Regions from separate parts of the Gossypium hirsutum genome. Here region 1 is linked to region 2. The links are chromatin contacts, called in public Hi-C maps. All regions are on one chromosome and are shown on one strand. Each heading gives the region's core, a stretch centred on a gene start, on an enhancer-like site or on the middle of the called end of the contact. The rest is flanking DNA. Distances are from core to core; before and after follow the strand shown.

Region 1 (4,913 bases), core at 1,633-4,132, 77 kb after region 2:
GTGACCTCTGGATAAATGCGACTCATACCCACCAATTTCACCCTTCTACCGACCTCCAACACTCTCCAATATAAAATGTCAGTTTAGACACGACGACTTTGTAGTCAATCTACACATTCATGCTATACCGCTTAATGGCAAATACACAGTATTTCTTGGTCATGAATTTTTGGCCTACGAACAACTCCTCACATTCGAGATATATGACCAATCGATGAGCATGTAATATATTGGGGTACTCCGGAAATTTGGATACATGTGCCGCATCAGGATCTACGATCGACATATGGGCCCCAGGATCATTGCGTATGACAATGCCTCAACTTGGGTTCCCAATTGAAAACGCGTTAACATTTTCATCGTCATTCCCACCTTTGTTGTCAATATCATCCGAGACCTCGTCATTCCCAATTGAAATCACTATAATCTTCAACCTTTTGATCAGAAGGATCATTATTATTATATTCATTATCACCATCCGTATTGGTCTCAATCACCACGAGATGTATTTGTAAATGGGAACCTAAGTTAAGGTTCTCAAACGCAAGTGAAGCATTAAAATCGATGTCGAAACCACGTACAGTAGATCGCCTATTAATAGACGCTTTCGGAAGTTCCGTGCACAGATCTTAAACTTCATGCTGGTCACTTAATGGAGTGAAATCTTCAACTGGCTCGGCATCAGCAAACTCAACAAACAACTAAATTGATTCAATTTGGCCACTCTGATTTTGATAATAAAGTGCAACCATTATCCCCACGTCTTCATTGTCTACAAGTTCCATCTTGGTGAATTTGATGGTATTTGTCAACAATAAAGTGCAAAAACGCGTTCTATCACCTAAGGGGAAATTTCAGAAAAGCGCATTGACAAGGATGCATTTTACCCCATGTCAACAAAAACACGTTGACATGGGCACGATTTTACCCATGCTCAGACTAAGTTTTCAAAAAAGATTATTTTTTTAAAATATTATAAAAATAGACCAATATTTTAAAATTTTACGAGAATAAGCCTTTATAAAAATCTAAAGTGGCAGCACAAATTTTTTTTTGATGCCACCAATTAATGTGTAAATAAAACTTACAAAGCAGATCTTTATATAGATCCAAAGTCTCATTTCCTTTGTTTTCTTAAGCTATGTGGGATGTGAGATATGTGTATATATAGACTCATGAATAAGTTTGCAGCTTGTTCCTACACAATGTGAGATTCCTTCCTCTTTTAACTAACATCAAATTAAATGCTGCACTATATTTTATATATTTTTTACTTATAAAGTTTAAATTTTTTTACAAAAAGTTGACATTTGTTACATTATAAATAAAATTTTTAAACTCTCTAAGTTAAAAAATTATAAAATATAAAATGAGTATAGTATAATATTAAAAAATAAATATTTAAAAAATTACTAATAGTTGAGTGATCATTTTGTAAGTTTTTATAATTTGATAGCCAAAAAATCATAGTTAAGTGACTACTAATGTAATTTAATCTAGATATAAAAATATGAAAAATAATTATTATATTTTATGTATATTATATATTTCTATAGAAAAAGTTATTTAACATAATTATATACTATATTTAAATAGATTATCTATCTAGTCAAAATACATCTGAAATAAATTTATCAGCATTTATTAGGTGATAAAAATTAAATTAAAATTAGGATTAAAAAATTAATGAGCATAGTAAAATATTAAAAAAAAGATATATCAATTTTTTAAAACTACAAAAAAGAAATACTATTTGAGTACCAAATACTCACCATTTATTTATTAATCAAACATTCACAACATAAAATAAAATAAATAATAAAAAAATTAAAAGTATAACTTCTAAATTAAAATAATGAAAAATTATTTTAAAAATTAGAATTGCATGGATATTAACTTCAAACATTTAAAATTGAATAGAAGGTAACTACATGTACAAGTTTCATATGTGTATAGCCTTTAATCTTATGTTGTTAGTTAAAAGAGGAAGGAATCCTACATTGTCTAGGAACAAGCTGCAAACCTATTCATGACTCTATATATACACCACATTGTGTAGGAACAAGTTGCAAACCTATTCATGACTTTATAATTATACATATCTCACATCTCATATTACTTAAGAAAACAAGAGAAATGAGAGTTTGGGTCTATATAAAGAACTACTTTGCAAGTTTTATTTCCATAGTAATTGGTGACACCTTAAAAAAAAAGTGCTACCACTTTGGGTCTTTATAAAGGTTTATTCTCGTAATTTTTAAAAAAAATAGTCAATTTTTATAATATTTTAAAAAAATTGTGCTGACATGAGCGTATTTTTACTAACATAGGATAAAACGCGTTGACGGCAACGCATTTTTTTTTTAATTTCCCTTTAAAACGCTTTCATATATATGCGTTTTAAAATTTTTAACCTATTTTAATAAATAAAATTTTAAGTGACCTATTTTCATAAATAAGGTTAGAAATGAGTGTTTTTCTTTTTTCAGTAAAATAGTCGTAAAAGAAAAGCCTCATTTATAAAAAAGAAAGTGAAAGTATAAATGAGGAAAAGGAATGGGCAAAAAGCAATGACACAGTATAGCGTACAATGATTTCGAAACAGGGCTAGGTTATGGGAAATCGTGAGGGCAGGTTTTAATCTTTGGTAGTGAGTCGTGACTCGTGACCCAGTGACGAATGAAGTGGAGTGGTGTTAGCAGCAGGAAAAGAATTTGTGTGGAGCTACGTGTCCTTGAGCAGATCTCTACGTCATTTGGCTCAATATTGCCATGTGTAAATATCTTGTAATCATTTTTAATAATTATTAAAAAAAAAAAGGCCAATGGTCCGAAGCTTCTTACTTAACTAATTTGATTTAAAACCAAAATTACAATCCCAACCTTTTGCCAACTACCAAAAAGGAAGTAAGAGGAAGTGATTGAGCACTGAAATGGGTATCTCTGTAATTAAAGGCTTCAAATTTTCTGGGTATAAATTTGGTTGTTCAGAGTGAGGAGTGTGTTTATTTTACTTTTTATTATGAAATAAAAAAATTAATGAATGATAACGCCACAGCTTGTTAATAATGTGTAGCCAGCCGTTCTTTTTGTTTTCTCTCTAATATATCACTTTGATAACAGAAAAAAGAAGAAGAAAAGAACACTTCAACTTCATCGTTCTTTTAGTTTCGTTTCTTTCTTTTTTTTCTTTTTGTTGTTGCGAAAGATGGCTTCAGATGAAAGTATGACGGTTGTTTCGTCCATGGTGGAAGATGACTATGACGATATTGATGTTGGGTTTGAGCATCAGGCTCATACATATAACTTGTCGAGGCTTTCCATGTGTACCAGTTCCATGTACACGAACGAGGATGATGATGATGATGATGATGATGATGATAATCTGGGGATGTATCTGTCGAGGTTGTCCTTTGATGCAGATGTTGATGAGGAGTTCCCTGGCAAAGAATTGCTTCAACTCTCTTCTGACTCCGACAAGGAACCTAGCTGCTACTCTCTTCCCGCCACCCCACCTCGCCGGAGGAACGGAAAAGCGGTGTTGTCTCAGGAGCTGATGGGAGTGGCGAAAGATTACGCAAGTGAAAATGAAGCTCAAAAGGGTGGTTTAAGAAGGTCAAAAGGGAACAACAAGTTGAGGAAGAGGAGGATTACAAGAGATAGATGGGAAGATAATGAGAGTAAAAGCTGCAACAAGAAGAAAGATGGGGAATTAATTGCAAGTTACAGCAACCATAGTGGAAGTTTCAGTGGGGAAAGTGAAGGGGGTAGTGCGGGATTGGTGGTGATTACAAGGCCCAAAGGTGGGCAGAGGTCGCTGTGTATGGACTTGGAGGAAGTGAAGGCGTGTAGGGATCTTGGGTTAGAGTTGGAACATGAGCGTATGTTGGAGATGCCTAGTAGCGGTGGCAATTCTCCGATCGCCAACTGGCGTATCTCTAGCCCTGGTTAGTCAAAATTACCTTTAATTTGGACCCTTTATGCTTTCTTTCTAAGCCTAACAGGAAACTAGGGAATTACTGATTGTTTGATTTATATAAAGGCTCTGCATAGCATTTTCAGTTCATCTGATGGGATGTTTACTCTGTAATTTTAGGTGATGACCCAAGAGATGTGAAGGCTCGGCTCAAGGTGTGGGCACAAGCTGTGGCACTTGCATCCACATCTAAACATTGCAGCTGACTAACTGCTGCTCTTGACTATCATCGTCGTTTCCATTAAAAAACCCTTTTCGATTTTAGTTTCTTGCTTCCTAAAAAACCAAGTTACACTTATGTACAGCTTTCCACTTGTAAATATAAACACTGTGGATTATGAAGCTAGATGGTAAGCTTAAGCTTAAGTTACACTTTGTAAGCAGCAAGACTGAAGGCTTAAGCATAATTTCAGTTTCGAGCAGTGTTTGTTGTATCAGTTCTCTGTCGTCATTCTTTAGTTTTGACTTGGATATGGTTTTAGGTACAGTGTTCCCAAAAATTGCTGTTGTTAGAAACAAAAAGAATTTGTTCTAAATAACCTCTATTCTAACCAAACAAATCGCAGTGCCCCCACTGTAAACAGAGTTAAGCTCACAGGTAAGATCGGGGCAAACTTGAAAGCTAAGGGTACTGATCGAAGGGCTAAACTCAAACAATTATTATTATTTTAAAACCTAAAATCTAACAAATCAATTATCAGCATTGTCTATATCTGCTAAGAGAACCAGGCATTTGCTCTGTTAATGACCAATGCTAATGTAGTTATGACATGGATGACAAATTATATTGAGAAGATTACAGCCGCAAATGTTAGTTATATGTGGCTCAGTAACATCAGATCAATCTCAGCTAAGCAATTATGAAGGCTACTTGCCCTTTTAAGCTTTATCCCCTAAACCCTTTTATGTTCTATGTATTGAGTTGATCAAACACTTAA
Region 2 (5,291 bases), core at 1,523-4,022:
TTTAATTTTGTGTCTTTGAGGATTGAATTAACTTTATTTATTTATTTTTATTTTATTTGACTTTTATTTAGTGAATTAAAGAGAAAAGGGTAAATAATTTCAAATCTTTCTCACGTTTTTTTTGTTGTTCTTCACTGCTCTCCACATTCTTTTTCTGTTATTTTTCTGTTCTCCCCAAATTTTCAGTTCTCTTATTTTCTTGCTTCTTCCGTTTTACAATTTATTATTGTTTGTTAGTCAAGAGTTTATGATTTCTTCGCCTTCCTTCAATTCGATTTCGAGACGGCGATGTGTAAGTGTAGATCTTCTTAATTTTACAATTGGGGTTTTGTTTTCTTGGATTTGTTTAGGAAGGTTCTAATTGTGATAAATGTTGGTTGTGTATATTGGTAGAACTGAGTTTTAGATTGAGGTTGTGGTGGTTCATTGGATGTTTTGGGGTGCTTTAAATTGCAAATCAGGTGTGTTTCTAAACTGTTTGAATTCAGTAGCCAATTATTGTTGGATTTTGGGGAAATCTGCAAAATTCTGATGTGTTCTGAATGGTTAGCGATTGGGGTTCATTTTGTTGTTGCAAAACCTCGATTTCAGCCCGTTTCGCTGTGGTTTCCTGACCACACAGGCGGTCCACATGGCCGTGTAACATTGGGAATTAAGGATTTTGGACGTTTTCCAGTGCCACACGACCATGTGGCTACTGTTTGGGGATTTTTTCAATTTTCACACAAGCGTGTGCCTTGGACACACAGCCGTGTCCCTTAGCACACGGGTGTGTGAGATTTCCACACGGACGTGTCTACTCCACACCTTATTTTGGCACTTGTGGACAGTGAGTTACACGGGCAACTCACACGATCATGTAACTCAGACACACAGGCGTGGGTCTCTTCCACACGGACGTGTGCCCTTTCCACACGACCATGTTGATCTTCACACGGCTTAGACCCTTCCACACAGTCGGGGCATACGGCCGTGTGGCCCTGTTTCACAGATTTTTGTTCAGTGTTACAAATTGACTTCTTTTATGTTTCTGTGTAATTCGACCATCGATTAAGCCTTGGTAACTGTGCTCAGGACTCCACTACAACTTGGACTCATGTGTGTATTTGAGTTTGTAGGATTTAATTTAACTGTATGTTTAAATTTTAATGTGATTTACCTAGTAATTAAATACAATCATAACTGATTCTGAATCTAATCGACTGAGTATGTGTATTTCTGTTTCTGTATGATTGACTGTATGTAGTGTGCATTTCGCATTTGCATGAAAATTCTGAGATGTTGGTTGAGAAGAGAAGGAAGACTGATTTTGCATTTGCATTTGCATTTCGCATTTGCATGAAAATTCTGGGATGTTAGCTCAGCTGCATATTTTTATTTGAGTGGTTTAGTTCCACAATATGTGGTGTGTAAGGTGGATGAACCTATCATGGTCCTATATGGTGTGCAGGGTGGTCGAAGTGGTGTTCAGATAGTTGGGGTGGGTTTTTGATTCGTTACATTCTCTATGCATTTGAATATATGTCTGATTATGCGAGCATTGAAATGTTGGTGATATGGTAACTATGAAATGATGTGTTTTAATTAATATGCATTTTGGTATGCTTTGGAAGCACCTTGTTGATTGGATTATCGGTTGATTTTTTCCGTTTATGATTTGTGTTCATATACTGTTTTGGAATATTGTTGTGTTACTCCGTCTTTTACCATCTATTGTGTTTCGGACTCACATTGAGCTCGCGTGGCTTATCCCTTTAGTTTCTCCCTTTCAGGTAAATTCTGTGTTTTGAAGTTAGACTCGACGATCGGAGGTCTTAGATTGATAAGTTTTGAATTAATCAAATAAAGTGTTTCTTCAATTCTTGAATTAGTGAACTGTTTAGGACTGTAAGTATTTATAGGAACTGTGGTATAAATTTTATTTTGGACTTTCGTAAAGTGTTGTTTGGACTGAACTTTAAAAACTATGGATTTTATATAGAACCTAAATTTACGAAGTTCATGCGTGGGTTTTACAAAAATGAAACTAATATGAATTTTTGAGACTGTGATGTTTTTAAAGGCTCCAATTTGAAATTGTACAAGAAACATCAATTTGATTTATTTCTGAATGTTCTTTTTATGCCAATTAAATACAGTTTCAAAACATAGCTAAGTTTTTATTTAATTTCCTAAAGATGAAGCAAAGAAAAGGAATTAAAGTTTTTGTTTCCGCCACTTTTGGTGGCCAATGTAACCTTCGGAATTCGGTCTAAACTTCTAGGCCGGGTTGTGGGGTGTTACAAAAGAAAAACCTCAAATGAAAAAAAACTTAAGTACTAAAATAAATATTAAAGTGAATTTCAAATGTCAAGTTAAACATTGAAATCAAATTCAAGTAGTAAATAATATATTAACTTTTTTTTTTCCTCTAACAGATCCTAATAGTAACAGTGCAAGCCTTCAAGTTTGGTGTTTGTAAGCCCAGTCCAAGGCTCATAATTGCTAATTTCAGAGCTGCAAAAATATTTCTTCTTATGGGTTGAAAAAACTTGGTAGCATCGCGGAACAGGCTATAATTGTGAGAAATCGATAATAATGGGATAAACCAAGCAGAAGTAGGATGACGGAGTCTTAAAAGGAATAGGATGAGAACATGAGAAGTGAATCATGATGAGATTAGACGACAAATTTATAAACCAGTTCCTTCTTGTTTGCCAAAGTTCCCGAGTCAGTGAGCCTCTAATTTAGCCCAACACTGTTAGCCCAATTCGAAACAGAAATAATGGATTCAGTTTCCCTGTCTGGGTTCAAATTTAACTCCAAGTCACTCAAATAGTACCATATTTACCTAAATGATCATCAGTAATACATATCTCTTTCATTTCTACTATTACTTTTACCTACCTTTTCTCTTTTCTTCCGACAGGATACCCAAGTGAAATTAGTTTCCCAGTTGACATGCTGCTCTTTTATCCCATTTTTTAATCTTCTGACTTTTTGCTCCTTGAGTCAATGCCACTCCGCTCCTCATCAAACGGCTCATGTTGCGTATGTATATTATTATTATTCTGAACTGGAAAGGGAAGTATATATCAATCAAACGCATTGTCCTTGTCACCCCCACTTTCTATTTTATCTTCAAAATCCTGCCCTTTCTTAATTATTGCCTTTGACAATGAAATTTAACGAAGGAAGTTGCTATTTCAACCCTGGAGAACAAAGCAGTTGCATCCTGGGAAAACAATCTAACATCAAGATGATATATAATTAGCAATTCAGAAAGAAAAAAAAAGAAGAAAGGGAGGGGGTTCAATGATGTAATAATATGTGATGAAAGTTGACTATCGTTTTCCACTATAATAAAAAAAGAGAGGGAGGTGTAATTATGCAAAAGTTAATGGAAAACAAAACAGGGATTTTAGTTTGACAAAGCAAGACAAGGGCCTTTAATCAACTTGCCAAAGCCTTTTTATAATTATGTTAATCCCCCCTTGTTAAGGCTTTGTTGCTTGTGTGATTAAAGTCAGTTTCCCCCATCATGTTTTTGGTCTCTTTAAATCAGTTAAAAGCATATTCCATATGTAATTTTTTGACATTTTTATTTAGGAGGGTGAATCATGGTTTTCAGTTATGACTAACTCATAAAAGATTCAGGGCTTGTCTATTTCACTAATAATGATGCCAATTTCACTTTTAAAAAATAAACAGCTTAATTATTAGTTGTTGAAAGGCGAGCTTAAGAGGTGGAAGACGATAACGATAAGGTCAATTGGTACAGGTTAAGCTGAAATCAGCGTTAGTTTGAGTGTTTAATAGAGATGTATATGACAAATGCATGTGCTTATGTTGCCTTTAAATGTTAATGGGGCTGGTTTAGTGGGATACATTAAGGGTCATCCTGAATAGACCCCTCTCTCTAGGCACGTAAGGAGGAACGTGATGTGCTTCAAAACAAGAAAAGGTGAAGAAACAACACTGTGGGTCATCATCCTGTAAAATATATTTTGTCCAATTATTTGCCGCTTAACATCAAGTTTCAGATTGCGACTTCCTTCAAGTTACAGTAACTTTCATTTATATTTCATTCAGAAATGTGACATACATAAAAAGTTTTGTTTTAAGTCCACTAGTAACTTAAACGTAAATTAGAAAAAAAAAGGTTTGTTTGTGAAATTATTAAGGACTTTAATCAGTGAAATTATTCGGGACTTTAATGAGGACTTAGCATAATGTCTAATCCCATTATCCCAAAACGATAGTTGATCTTTCTTGTCGATTGGTTGTCATTGTGTTGAAAAGATAATGAAAATGTGATGTGAGACACCTCTTCTTCTTTCGTTCAAAGACAAATAGATTATGGCCATTTCATATTTCAAACAATTTGTTGATTACAAATCTTCAATATCGTTCGCTAATATCCCATCAAACTGAGTCAATTAATGGTCGATATTCATCTTTCTTTTAATCTAGATGAATCATGACGTTTTGGTTATATATATATATAGCTATAAGTATGTGTGTATATCTATACATAGACAATCATTTTAATTTGTTCTTCCTCCGAATAAAAGAAAACACACTCCATGATTTCCATTTTTCTATTTTCTTTATACTCATCCTTACAGTTTAGGATAGTTTAGAGTTTAGAGTTTAGGATAATTATGTTTGATAAAAAAATTTATTTTTTTATATTATACAATAATCACCAAATTTATATTCTAGTTTTTATATAATTTTCTATATAATTATATATAAAAAAAAGGTTACACCATATAGAAAAATAGTTTAATTCTAAATTTTATTTTTATTATGTTTAAATTTGATATTTAATTTCTATAATATTATTTAGTCCAAAATAATTAATATTTTTGACTTTTCAATTAAAATGTTACATGATTATATATAATTTGTAAATCCTGAGGTCTTGGAGACTAACATGTCGCTCCCATTCTTTTTGGGTTTGCTTTGCTATTTTCTTAGATTATAAGACAATGATCAAATTGTAATTTTGGCCCTTATATTATGTTAAAACTTGAGATTTAATTTATATTCTTTAAATTTTCACATAATCCGGTCCATTTACTTTTATAATATCATTAGTTAGTATAAAGAAGTAATATTGTAAACTATTTCAATCAAAATGTTGATATAAATTTTTCTTAAGAACATTATTGCAAAAAAATTATTTTATCATTACTAGATTGGATAAGTGTTTTTAAGAAGAAAAAAAATGGGCAAATGACCAAAAAAAGCCCTTTTTTTAAAAAAATTACCGAAATGGGTCAATTATTTAATTATTTACCGGAATG

What was found. A called contact is a pair of places that touch in the nucleus more often than the background predicts.
Region 1: a contact with region 2 is called in a Hi-C map of leaf, with 2.5 times the contacts expected there. The contact joins the promoter of LOC107956095 here to the enhancer-like site in region 2. A contact is called at or near these places in 4 of 34 Hi-C or Micro-C datasets (leaf and petal).

Annotation. Positions count from the first base shown.
Region 1 is chrD07:21,577,171-21,582,083 of Gossypium_hirsutum_v2.1, forward strand. LOC107956095 reads left to right here and starts at 2,883. Exons shown (of 2, transcript XM_041096679.1): 1 at 2,883-3,946; 2 at 4,096-4,412. The coding sequence starts at 3,208. The coding sequence ends at 4,181.
Region 2 is chrD07:21,499,864-21,505,154 of Gossypium_hirsutum_v2.1, forward strand. No RefSeq gene overlaps it. Among protein-coding and RNA genes, the nearest start is that of LOC107954398, 26 kb to the right of the region's middle. Within about 2 kb of position 2,773, at least 4 of the 9 cell types and tissues checked have an H3K27ac peak or open chromatin away from gene starts, as enhancers often do. A contact at or near this core is called in leaf, where this site is marked.